Linked DNA regions of Scatophagus argus: region 1 is linked to region 2. Evidence: chromatin contacts called from public Hi-C data. All regions are on one chromosome and are shown on one strand. The core of a region is the stretch at or near the end of the contact, and the rest is flanking DNA. Distances in the headings are between cores, read along the strand shown.

Region 1 (5,962 bases), core at 3,398-5,897, 140 kb after region 2:
ACCAGTCACAGGCTGCTCTATTTAGTTTTATAATGCATTCTGTGGCTCAGTGGAACCTTTGTAGTTTCTATAAAAGCATCCCAAATTATGTCACTTTAACCTTTCAGTGTTATCTCAGACTGGGCTCAGATACATTTGTTACAAAATGGTGACATAGATTTAAGGAAGGTCTAACTAAAGACACCACTGAGATGCATCATGGGAAATGTAGGATGTTGTGTTTTGTTTTGTTTTTAGATTGACCCATATTAGTGACTAAATGTTCTTTCTCCAATTTGTGTCATACAGTTTGTGTCCAATTAATTGTCTGTCTTGCCACTTGGGTTAGCAAACAAGTTAAAAGCTGTCTGACATATTTTCACTTTCATGAGTTTTTATGACAAACTTTATAACAAACTATTTTCCCTGACACTCCTGACCAAACAACAAATACAAGTCCAGTATTTTTTCTCACTCCTGCAAATTATATAATACTCTAGCTTGCTAATGCACTAATATTCCCAGCTATCCACTATCACAAAGTCCAGTATTCACTCTCCACCTACAGCCAATGACATGGCATCAGCCCCTGTTTGACTTGTTTCTGTACCTCAGCATTTCTCACATTAACCTTTCTGAAATCATTAAAGTGACAGTTTACCTCAAAGATCAAAAATACAAATCTGTACTGGACTCTCCCATGAATTATTCTCTTTCATCAGATGTTTAACCCACAAGGGTCTAATATGTGTGTTGTTGAAGACAGATAAAAACAGAAATACTGAATAAATAATGATAGTGTGTTGTTTTCAAATTACCATCCATATGTAGACATATGGAGTGAATCTGAGAACAGCTGCCTGCTGCTCGAAACAAATGAGATAAGCCAAAACAATAAGCTAAAAGAGGTTAAAAGGCTGGATATAGTTCTCTGAGGGTTCTTCATGATGAGCAACACCTTTCACATTACAGGCATTTTCTCCATTGTTGATACAAATATATTGATAAGTGCAGCTTAGATTTTGTTGTTGTTGTTTAGTTTATTTTGCTATTGGGTGCATTACAGCCAAACCTCACAGCCAGACAAATTCACATCTGGTGGTGTTCTGATTCCACTGCCAGATCTAGAACTCCTGTGTTGTGAGTTGGCCTGGCATCTGGAGTTTCCACTCGAGACAGGGAACCACTGGCTGATGAGCTTTGCCTTGCAGTGTTCATCTGTGGCTGTTGTGATGCAACACTCTCACACTGTTTTGTGAGGAATTGGATTAGCCAGCGGACCTGCCTGTTTAAGGAGAAGATCTCAGAAATTGCTTCATGCGCACTCTGCTCCAACTGCTGCATTTTAGCAGTCCACATCTGGAACACACACAGCATCACACATTGATTTAGATATACACATGCATTTTTATAATGACGAGAAGTACTAGCTTAATAATAGACTTCTCACCTGTCTGTACCACTCTAGGCTAACAGAGATACTTAAAGGCCCCTGCACACTCCCATCTAGTCTCATGTATACCCTCCCCTCAATCTGAAAGAGGGTTGGTTCAATGCAGGTTGGAGGAGCTCTGAAGGTGAGGCACAGCAACTTGAGGTGGTGCCCCTCCTCCCCAGGCTTTACCACAGGCAGGAATTGCAGGTTGTAGTTGTAGGGGAGGAGAGGAGGTTTGAATCTTTTCACAATCCTGTCTACAAGCAGGCGGGTGTTGTCCTCATTTTTATGGCTAATGTGCACACCGCAAACAATCCCATTGTCCGATACTCCGACTAGCAAACTCCCTCCCCCGCTGTTCAGGAAGGCACAGCCATAGATGCAAATATCTTTGCTCAAAAACCTCTGCAAATAATACACTGAAGGAAGTGAAAGACATGAGACACATTTGTAAATTAGATTGACTTCATATGTTTCAGAGAGTGGTTACAGTCACACAGTGCTTCAGTTTTGTTAGAAACACAGTATCACAAGTCATCTCACCTAAAAAATGCAGCTGTAAATACATATAAAATGCGAATAATTCAGAAGTGTAAACATATGACAGTATGAAACAGTAAATCACAACTGTTTGCCACTTCATGAAGTGGAACAAGCTCCCCATTGACATTAAGACAGCAGAAACTCAACACATCCTCAGAGACTGAAAATTCATCCAGTCAGACTGCACCTTAGCCCATAAAAAACTTTATTTCTGTCTCTTATTATTATTTTTATTGCTTAAACATATCATTTGTTCAGCAGCATATTTGATGAGGTTCACGTACTTGCATTATTCTTACAATTCTTGGGTTGCATCCACTTGGTTGAATGCATTTATTGTAAGTTTGTTGATAAAAGTTGAAAAGTTTGTCGATAAAGTTTGAAGGAAAACATAATCGCTGCCTGGATTGGGATGGTCTGTGTGGATGGTCGGTGCATAAAAGGGTAGGACTGGCACATGAGCCCAGGGTGTAAATTATGAGTTCTGAGATTTAGGCAACAAAAGCAATTTGATCAGGAAAAATGTTGTGGTTTTGGTTCAGTATTATAAGCATATTTATTAAAATGTCACACTTTTCCTTTAAGTTAAAGTCCAAGTCTGTCTGGGTCAGTTTGGGTTTAGTCCATCCACACAGAAACTTGAGGCTGATGTAGCCTAATGCATGCACTTTGGAATGTTGACAAGTCAAGAACAGTTTTGAAAATGGCTATTGGCTATGAAAACCAATAATCATATTAAAAAAAAAAAACAACTACTGACCACCCAAAGTGATATTTAACAGTATTTATGTTGTTAACTGTAAATTTGTTGTATCTCACCTCCACCTTTTTTGAACTCGATGCTGCGTGTCTCATTGCCAATGTAAGAATGATAGTAGACCCACTGGCGGCTGGGGATGTCGGCTCCGCTGATAAACTGGGTGTGATAGGGAGCAGAACACACTGCATCAGCGAGATTAGGTCAGAGGATATATTGTGGTTCAGACCACAAACAATAGGCTTGATGTCATCACCTCACAGTGTCATTAATATTAGTAATCTCTGACATTGGTACAAACAATGGATTTTTGAGGCCAAAACCAATATTAATACTTGAGAATAGTATTCTTAACAACATTAAAATGTGTATAAGACGCAGGGAATTCTCATTGTCATTATCATTCCATAAATTTCCTATGCAATGAAATTGTTCGCTACTATTGCAAATAAGATGACCCATAGATATGACATGGCAGCGGAAGATATTTCTCATCTGTTCAGCTCTGCCTCAGCGCCGAGACAAAGCTAACATTATGATAAGAGGATTCAAAGAAAATGACGTTGAGTACGGTTGAAAAACCGTATAATATAATCATATAATATGACAGGATGTTTAACAACATGACGAATGTATCCAGCAAAACATTTTTGTTTCCATCTTTACGTTTTTGCCTGTGCGCTTATAATGACAAAGCCGTGACATTGTGACATATCTGTGGTACAGGTGATAATGTTGGCCTGCTAATGTATCAGTCATTCAGTAGTCCATCCATCCATCCATTTTCTATACCGCTTATCCATCAGGGTCAAGAGGAGCTGGAGCCTATCCCAGCTGACTACAGGCGAGAGGCGGGGTACACCCTGGACTGGTCGCCAATCAGTCGCAGGGCTGACACACAAAGACAGACCACCACACACTCTCACACTCACATCTAGGGGTGATTAATTAATTCACCTAATGTGCATGTTTTTGGGGTTGTGGGAGGAAGCCAGAGTACCCGGAGAAAATTTGCACAGGGAGAACATGCAAACTCCATACAGAAGCCCCAGACCGGGATTCCAACCAAGATAATGTCATGATCACTGCTGAGCTCACCTGAACTGGTGTTCCCTGGACTGATTCACAGCTGGAGGTTGAATATCTGGAGGGTGTCCACTGCTTCATATTTTTGGACCTCACTCTGGACTGACTGTTTATGCCTTTCTTATACACACGTTCCCTCCTCCAGGAAAAATTGTATCCACTCTTTTTACATTTCTTTCTTGGACTGGTGATGGTGGAGCGAAGTGAGTGGTGAGTGGAAACTTTAGATTGGTATGATCGTTGCTGAGTGGTCCTCACATCAGCTGATGTGGATGGATGTGGGGCCGAAGATGGCTGCTTCAGATCATTGTGGTACCTTTTGGGTGACATGACATCTGCCATGGCGGAGGAATCCCACCTTGCACCTGGGATCTTCTCCCTCCTATTCCACTCTCTCTTTCCAGTTGTTTTGCTTTTGACCATCATGCACTTTGCTGTAAAATACAAAGAACTGTTTGATATTGTAACAAAACAATAATTGAGAAAGTTATGAACTTTCCATGTGAGGTTTTGCACACAATAAGTTGTTTGGAAGTTTATTGTGTATGTTTCAGCCTAAGATGCAGAGTGTGAAATGATAATAAGAGGGCGTCAGTGTGCTAAATAGATAAATGAACACGAGGAGACTTGATAAATCACAAAGTCAAGGCTGATCAAAACAATGATCAATCAAAGCCATGAGGCATGGCGAAGGAGCAGTGCTGCCACTGTACTGATAATGACAAAGCTCATGAGTGTGTATAAATATACAGCAGTGAACCGAGCCTCTTACCTTTTCCTGTGCCACTGCTGTGAGTCGACCGGTCAGACCTTTGAAAGTGCCTGCTGAAACTGTGGTGTACAGTACAACACTGAGAACCTACAATAGCATTCCAGATTATTATGCCTTCCAGAATGGAATTCTCATCTGAAATCCCCACAATGTCCTTTTTGTCTCAACTGAAAATGACAAGGACCTTAAAGAAATAATGTTCTGTTTGGCCTCCTCCTGGACCTTCTTAAAAGACTCAATCATTTTAATCACAGTTTGTGGGAGACAGAGTGCTTCTGTTGGACACCAAATGCTGAAGAAATCAAGTCTGTGTAAACAAATCACAGGGATTAAGGTGGCCTTCTTTATCTGACTGTCCTATTATTGCTGAGTCCAAAATATACAGTACTTTTGCAAAGTTCTAGTTTTAAGTCCTGTATCAGATCATTTGCAAGAGTTTAAGTGGTCCATAGTCCTTATAACTTGTGTTTGCATTTGTGTGTTCTTTTCTGCGACTCACGATCCACACATGATATCCTAATCACATTTTGTGATTAGGATATCATGTGTGGTCTACTGTGTGGGCAATACTTGATGATTGCTTGTATACACAAGGCACATATAGTTAAATGAAAGGGTTCAATAGTGGCCCTCATTTCATCTTTGCCTCAGGGCATCCTGGGCAGGTTAATGCAGCCAGGCACCCTGAGTCTTATTTGCACACAAATAGAGTTTAATGTCATTTATTGACGTTCATCTCTTTTTCCATGCTATTTACTGACTAAATAGTGGAATGCACACACGCATAATTTTCATTCACTGAGGAAATGAAGCAAAACACTGAGCAGAAATAGTCTGATGTGCATCTGTAACACTTCACCTGCAATGGTGCTTTCTCTACCTTATAAACTACCATAAAAGCATCATAAGCATAATCAGGGCATAATATCATGAGAACAATTTGGAAGAGTGTTTTAATGAGTTGCTGCTGCCACTTGAGGTCAGTGTTGCTCTAAATAAAGAGCCATGTTTCCCTCTGGTTGTGATGATGTCCTGAATCTGAGGTCAACACATGCAAACTCATCCAGTGACCTCATTGAGGAGAAGCCCTATGCTGCTTCAGCCTCACAGCAGTCAGGACCAGGTTGATAATATAATGTTAGGTGTACGCAGTGACAGTCTGATGATGCCTGAAACAATGGCTCTCTGAAACATGGAACATGGCAATGGTTTCCATGCACCTCAATATATAATGAGAACATTACCATCAGTAATTGTAACATTAACATGAAACTGGATTTCAAAATGGAAACAATTCAGCGGAGACAGTGCAGCAAAGAGTTGCTGGAGGGCAGAAATGGATTACATCAAATGATTTCATGTCAATTTTGTGTATTCATGAAAACAGGAT
Region 2 (6,359 bases), core at 1,066-3,565:
CTCTCTATGTCTCCAACAGTGCCTCCCAACTGCAAACATGCACACAGCAACGAATATTATTAGTGATGATCGTGGTAGTCTTGGCCTCTGCAAGGGCCCCCACGCAGAGACAAAATAACATACCTCTATTACACAAACTTGAGGTTCTACATCATCATCAACGGGTACTTTGGCCTGCTTCACAACCCATTCCTGGATGGCATCTGTGATGTGTGGCACCACTGTAAAAGACAAAATCATTCTTGGCTAACCATTTCTCTTCAGCATGGCACCCTCCTCCAAACATACACAGTGGTTGCTTACCCTGCACAGTCTTGCCCAGGTAGTCTCCCCTCCTCTCTTTGTTGATGACTGACTGATAGATCTTGCCGGTGGTCAGGTTGTTGTCTCTGGTCAGACGGATGTCGAGGAAGCGTTCGTAGTTCCCAAGGTCCAAGTCCACTTCACCCCCATCATCCAGCACGAACACTTCCCCTGTACAGAGCGGCCATGACACATTTGTAACACAAACACACAATATGTGGCTGTTTAGTTATGAAATAAGTCCAATGACAATTTTCTCCGACATACCATGCTCATAGGGTGAAAATGTGCCCGCATCTATGTTGATGTAAGGGTCGATCTTGATGGCAGTTACATGCAGGCCGCATGATTTCAGGATTGTGCCCACACTGCTAGCAATAATGCCTTTGCCAATACCAGAGATGACTCCTCCAGTTACCAGGATGTATTTCATCATTGTGCTCTTTCTGGAAATAGATGACTGATTAAAATCATACCATAGACTATTAAACACCATTCATTCAAAGGATTAAAAACCATCATAAACATTGTTTTGTGTGTTCAGAAAATTGTTTGTTTGGCTCCACTGTAAGTAAACATACATCCCAACTATACAATATCAAAGGACACAAAACTTAAAACACAAGTTTAAAAGATAGCAAAGACTGCAGTGGAGCACTGAAGAGGAAAAGTGTGGATAAAGTAAAAAAGGGACTGCTTATTATACAACACAACAAAGTACACATTCAAAAATGTATGTAGAGTAGAAGCAGCCTGAACAGAAATTAATGTTTTACCAAGCAGTTTGACTCTTCTCAAACTGCTTGGTCTACTCACGATTCAGATATCTGACAGAAATATGTGTTACAGCTCACATTAACAGTACAGGTGTGTTAAAGACAATGCGGCTGTTAAGCTAACCAAAACAACGGAGAAACCTCAATGTCTTTGCTCTACAACGTGGATCCCAGTGCCTGTTGACGAAGTAATTAACAGGGACGCAGATAAACGATAAACGCGTATAGCTAGTGGTTTATGAACATGACAAAAACTTAAAGATGACCATATTTCAAAACTACGTGTACAGCTGCAAGCTCCAAGTCTTTTCCAACATAGTAGGTTCACCATGTAACGCATGGCACATGGGAAACGCTCGGTTACACACTCCGTATGAGTCGAGTGGGTGGGAAATTACCGATTCCTTTTCACTGAGAAACTACAAGTAAGTGCACCGCCCGTCCCGGTTACCACCTCCCAAAAAGTCAACGACTCAAAAATGAAACCCGCCAGCACAATTAGCTTTTAGCTAACAGGCGTAGTATCAGTGTACGACAACTAGTATCAGACACTCAAAACCAAGGCTTCTGTTAGTGTCTGCAATGGCAGACGGACACATTTAACGGTCGAGAAACAGAGCACCACGGCTGATTTATTTCATTTACTGTGTTAAAATACAAATAATAGCTAAGATGTTATCCTTTTCTAATGACTGCATCAAGCTCACTAACTTACATGTGGCCAGGACTACCGACACTGCATTCAAAATAAAAGTGAAAGTAGCTGTGCTTTACCTTTATATGAAAAAGGTGGAAGCAAAACAGCCACGTTATTGACAACAATTTGAGCTACAAGACTACTGCTGAAATAAATGTTTATCAGTCGGCACGAGATATTACACTGATAACACTGCGGCCCATATCGTTTCTAACAGAATTTTATTCTTACTTTCATTAGCCGGAAGTACAGTCTTATTTATTCTGCACAACATGTAACTTAATAGTTTTCTAGCTAGTCAACAGCCTCCGTCAACAGCATCAAATTTCAACTCACCAAAATATTCTTCAGCAAGAGCAGTCCCTCCAAACAAATAATCGACAACGAAAACAGTTCACAAGAGAGACGAAATTTCAATCTAAATAGGAACGCTACAGCCTTTGAGTGTTTCCTCTACAAACCCTTCTATCCTCAAACTGACTCGACACGTGTATGGACCACGATTCGGGCTGCAGTACCTCATTCATTACAATCGATGCTTACAAGACGGTGCTGCCTTTAGGTATACCTCGTAAACTGCTATTACCCACGTGGGAACATTGCTCTCGTGTTTTTACGTCACTTGAAGTATTCATAATGATATAGTCCGGTGACATTAATAATCTTACAGAAAAGTTGGGATATGAAATAAAAAATATTTTTTTTTTACATATACGTACATATACGTATGACGTAACATACATTACATATATAATATGTTACATAAGAGCAACGTTAATGCAGTATTATAAACATGTAATCAATACTTTAAGCTGAAGCAAAGATAATTTTACCTGCGTGATATACCATTGGGCAGTATAATGAACCGTGCCTTGTGTACACAAGTAATCATGTATTTTGCATCTAAAATCGTCATGCTTAAAGTCACTCATAACTATTGTAGTTATAAGCTTTCAAAGTATAATGAAATACACTTATCAGGATTTGCTTCTAAATTGTAGTGGGACAGAAGTATAAGGTAGCATAAAATGAATATACTAGAAAGGTACACTTATGTTAAAAACTGTACCACACTTGTTCTTCAATGGGTGTAAATCCTACTGTCATGAACCTAATTTCTCTCCACCGCTGTTTACATATATCTCGATTATCACAACAAATTCCTCATGTATACTACTTTCCCCGTCAGTTTTCTTATTGTGAGCACCTGAATGCAGCACATTTTCATTTGAAACAGCAGGGGGCGCTCGTGTTTCATGTTTCAAGACTCAGGCTGGAAAAGATAAAAAAAAAGGAAAGAAAAAAAGAAAAAAGTTGCAGTTTCCTCGTGTTGAAAGGCCTTTCACCAATAATGAATACTAAATGTTTGGTTTAGCTTTACAGATTAGGTTTTTATCACCATTAGATTATTTAGTTTAAAGCACCCTGCATTGTTCATATCTTATTTCCAAGAAGCAGAGTCCACATGTCACAAGTTTTGCACATTTTATCTGTGTGATGCCCAAATGTTCACATCTTTTATTTTCCAGAAACCGCAGAGAGTGACTAGAATACATTAATAAGTCATTGAACAGAATAACCTTAAATGCTACTGTCACAGCCATTTTTCCCTGACAATAGATGTAACAATGCATCAGTGTGACTCCAGTGATAATGTCTGCTGCTCTATGAAGTGACAGAGCAAAACTGAATTGATCCTGCAGCAGAAACACTATGTTAGAATGGTTAGAAGTACAGAAATGTTTTCCTGTGGGGTTACAACACACAGGTTCCTCTTTCTCGCGTTGACACAACACAACACTTTGTGCTGCTCTGCTCCATATAATGATTGGCCACAGTCCAAAGTGGTTAGTTACACTGTACCGTGGAAAGGTCAATGGTCTTGTGATGTGGATCACAGTGCAATATCCTCATTGTGTTCAGTGAGATATGAAGTCCAGGCAGGGAGCACTGTGGTCTAAATTTTGTCAAACTGATTGACTGATTCAGTGACTGATTCAGATTAAACAACAAGATGTCCACATAGCCAACTGTTGTTTGGATCATCTGCAACAGGGTTCATTGGGCTCACTGTGTGGGTGAGTACAAGCACTGCAAATTAAAATAACAAAATGATGGAGTTAGTGACTGATGGCTGACTCACAGACAGATAGCTGCAGAGCTGACTGATGCTTCTATGTAACACCCAAATCTCTACTTGTGAGCCTTAGCAGCCAGCTTAGTCTCTGGAACACAGGAGGGGGGTTTAATGAGAGTTTTAATTCATTTTTGACCAGAGCTGTGATTGAATTAAACTCCCACAGAAGGGCTGGATCCTTTCCTCACTGCAAGCCATTTCCTCCTATTAGAGATGGAGGCTAACAGAAGGAGCAGGCAGGGAGGCAGGTCAGTCTGAGATGGTCATTAATTTGATGGAAACATATATTCTTACAGACTCAGCTTGTCCTGTTAATGTTTTGACACACCTGCGCCTGTGTTCCTTTGCACATTTTAAAGGCACAATTCAGCATGTCGGGAAATTTTATTTGTTTTTTATTCCTCAAGGTAGAGGAGATTTGTTGCATGAAGGTAAGTCATGAAAACAGCTGGCTAGTTACCAGGGTGCTAGGGTGTTTTTCTTAGTGAACAACAGCAACAGGGACCAAATGCAGTTTCCTGAAGTTTCTCTTTGTAAAGAAAAAAGATAACGGCGTCAGCAAGCTTTAAACATGTTGATCTGCAAATGCTTTAACTTTCAACAGACCTGTGTTTCCCCTGTTTTCTAGTCTTTATGCTGATACACATACCCTGACTTCAGCTATACCTTTCATATCAATCTTATTGCAGACATTTACCTCTTGGGCACAGTAGAAACAAATTGTAAACATAAAATTGATATTCTTTAGTTGATAAAGCAAATGTGTTAGCAAAAAGCTGCTTAATTACACATTAACAGTTATGGCGCAACATTAAACTTCATCTGGAGTTGTTCTGGCCATCTGACAATTGTAAGTTACTAATACTCTTTTTCAGCTCTGTTAGATGCCATATTCTTTGTCCACTGACTAGTCTCTAACTGCGTCATTCTGCTGTTCGGTAGCAAGCAGTTTCTGTGAGTTTCTCTGAAAACGGCTGCCTGCTGCGACCAGAAATGATGCGATGAGAGCGTTTAGAGTGAACCAAAAGTGTAGAGTTGCAGTCAAACAGCTAAACAAGGAGCTGAAACTCAACATAACACTCCATAAAGCAGAGGTTAGCACTAGATTTAGCTCATACATTTCTGTAGGTTCATCACTATAATCAAGCCCTTTCACATTGTCACGTTGTTTTCACACTGATGCCTGATTCTAGAAATATTTATAGCTGCTTTAAAATAGTAACATACCTTGAACAGTTTGCCAAAGGGCTTTTTGTCTTTATACGCTTACATCTTTCTGTTCTCAGTATCTTGGTTCAAGCAGCATTACTTTGGGCATCATCTTGTAGGTGACATTATTACTGTAGTTAGATTCCATCTTGTCCAGGATGGCATGTTTCAGGTCAGCTGCGAGCGTGGCACCCTCCTCAGGGGCATTGCCGAGACAAACAAAATAAAGACTAGCCGCCAAATTAAACGACTCACGCCGCTTGTCATATAATGCGAATGTCAGTTAAGCATATTGACTAATGTAATGTAACTGTGATTGTACTAGAGTATTTCTTGGAATGTATGTTTCTATGCGTTTTGGCCTTTCGTCTACATGCAAACCGCGGTTTAGGTCACTGAAAATCGATCTTTTGGAAAACTACTTTGAAGGTGATGATGTTCAAAAACTTTCAGTGTTCAGTATCTGTGTGATTTATCGAAATGTTTCTACCCTCACTAGTTAGCGCCACAAATACTAGTCGGTTTATAACTATTATTATTATTATTATTAGTGGTAGTGGAGGAGGAATAGTAGCAGACGTAGTAATCAGTAATCATTCTTTATAAGGAGTTTTCTTTTTCGTATTGTTGCTGGGCTCAAGAATGGAAAGCCATTCCATTGTCTTTGCAAAAGAGATGGTGGGGCATTTGTTCTCCACACAGGCTGTTTACCTGCATGCAGCCAAAGCCTTATGAAATTTGATTGGTCCATTCCACTCAGACTACAAACGGACTACAAATGGAAACCAGAACACTTCCAATGCCAAATTCTTGTCCCTTGTCTCCAGACTCCACAATCATATGTATTTCTAGAGATTAGATGAGACAGATTACACTGATGATTTCCTATGCTATAATCATGTTAAAAGAAGAAAATCTCAAACATGAAAGGGATGAAAGTAACAGATTTTGACCAGGAGACCAGTCCATTGATGGTGCTAATTCGTCAAATTTGTTGTGCGTGGTATAAGCCTTATCCCACTTATCCAGTGTGAAAAATGTAGGCCTGTCTTACTAAAGCTTTGGCAATAATGTGGGGGTTAAACATCATGCTAAACCAGCTAAGTGCTGAAGACTGCCTTCCCCTGTGAGTGTGTGATCCCAGAGAGGAGTGCAGCAACGCCGTGAAGGGGGATGGGCAGATTACAATGTCTTACACCATGGTGATGAAGTCGCCGCCATGCACACAGACTCTTTT

Evidence for each region. A called contact is a pair of places that touch in the nucleus more often than the background predicts.
Region 1: a contact with region 2 is called in a Hi-C map of muscle, with 4 times the contacts expected there. The contact joins the promoter of LOC124074738 here to the promoter of ctps1a in region 2. A contact is called at or near these places in 2 of 2 Hi-C or Micro-C datasets (both in muscle).

Annotation. Positions count from the first base shown.
Region 1 is chr17:19,168,351-19,174,312 of fScaArg1.pri, forward strand. It overlaps LOC124074738 (schlafen-like protein 1), which reads right to left and starts at 4,648. Exons shown (of 5, transcript XM_046417953.1): 1 at 4,573-4,648; 2 at 3,813-4,234; 3 at 2,777-2,873; 4 at 1,430-1,833; 5 at 1,010-1,338. The coding sequence starts at 4,226. The coding sequence ends at 1,069.
Region 2 is chr17:19,028,612-19,034,970 of fScaArg1.pri, forward strand. ctps1a (CTP synthase 1) reads right to left here and starts at 2,316. Exons shown (of 18, transcript XM_046417272.1): 1 at 2,295-2,316; 2 at 571-749; 3 at 304-474; 4 at 124-221; 5 at 1-29. The coding sequence starts at 2,299.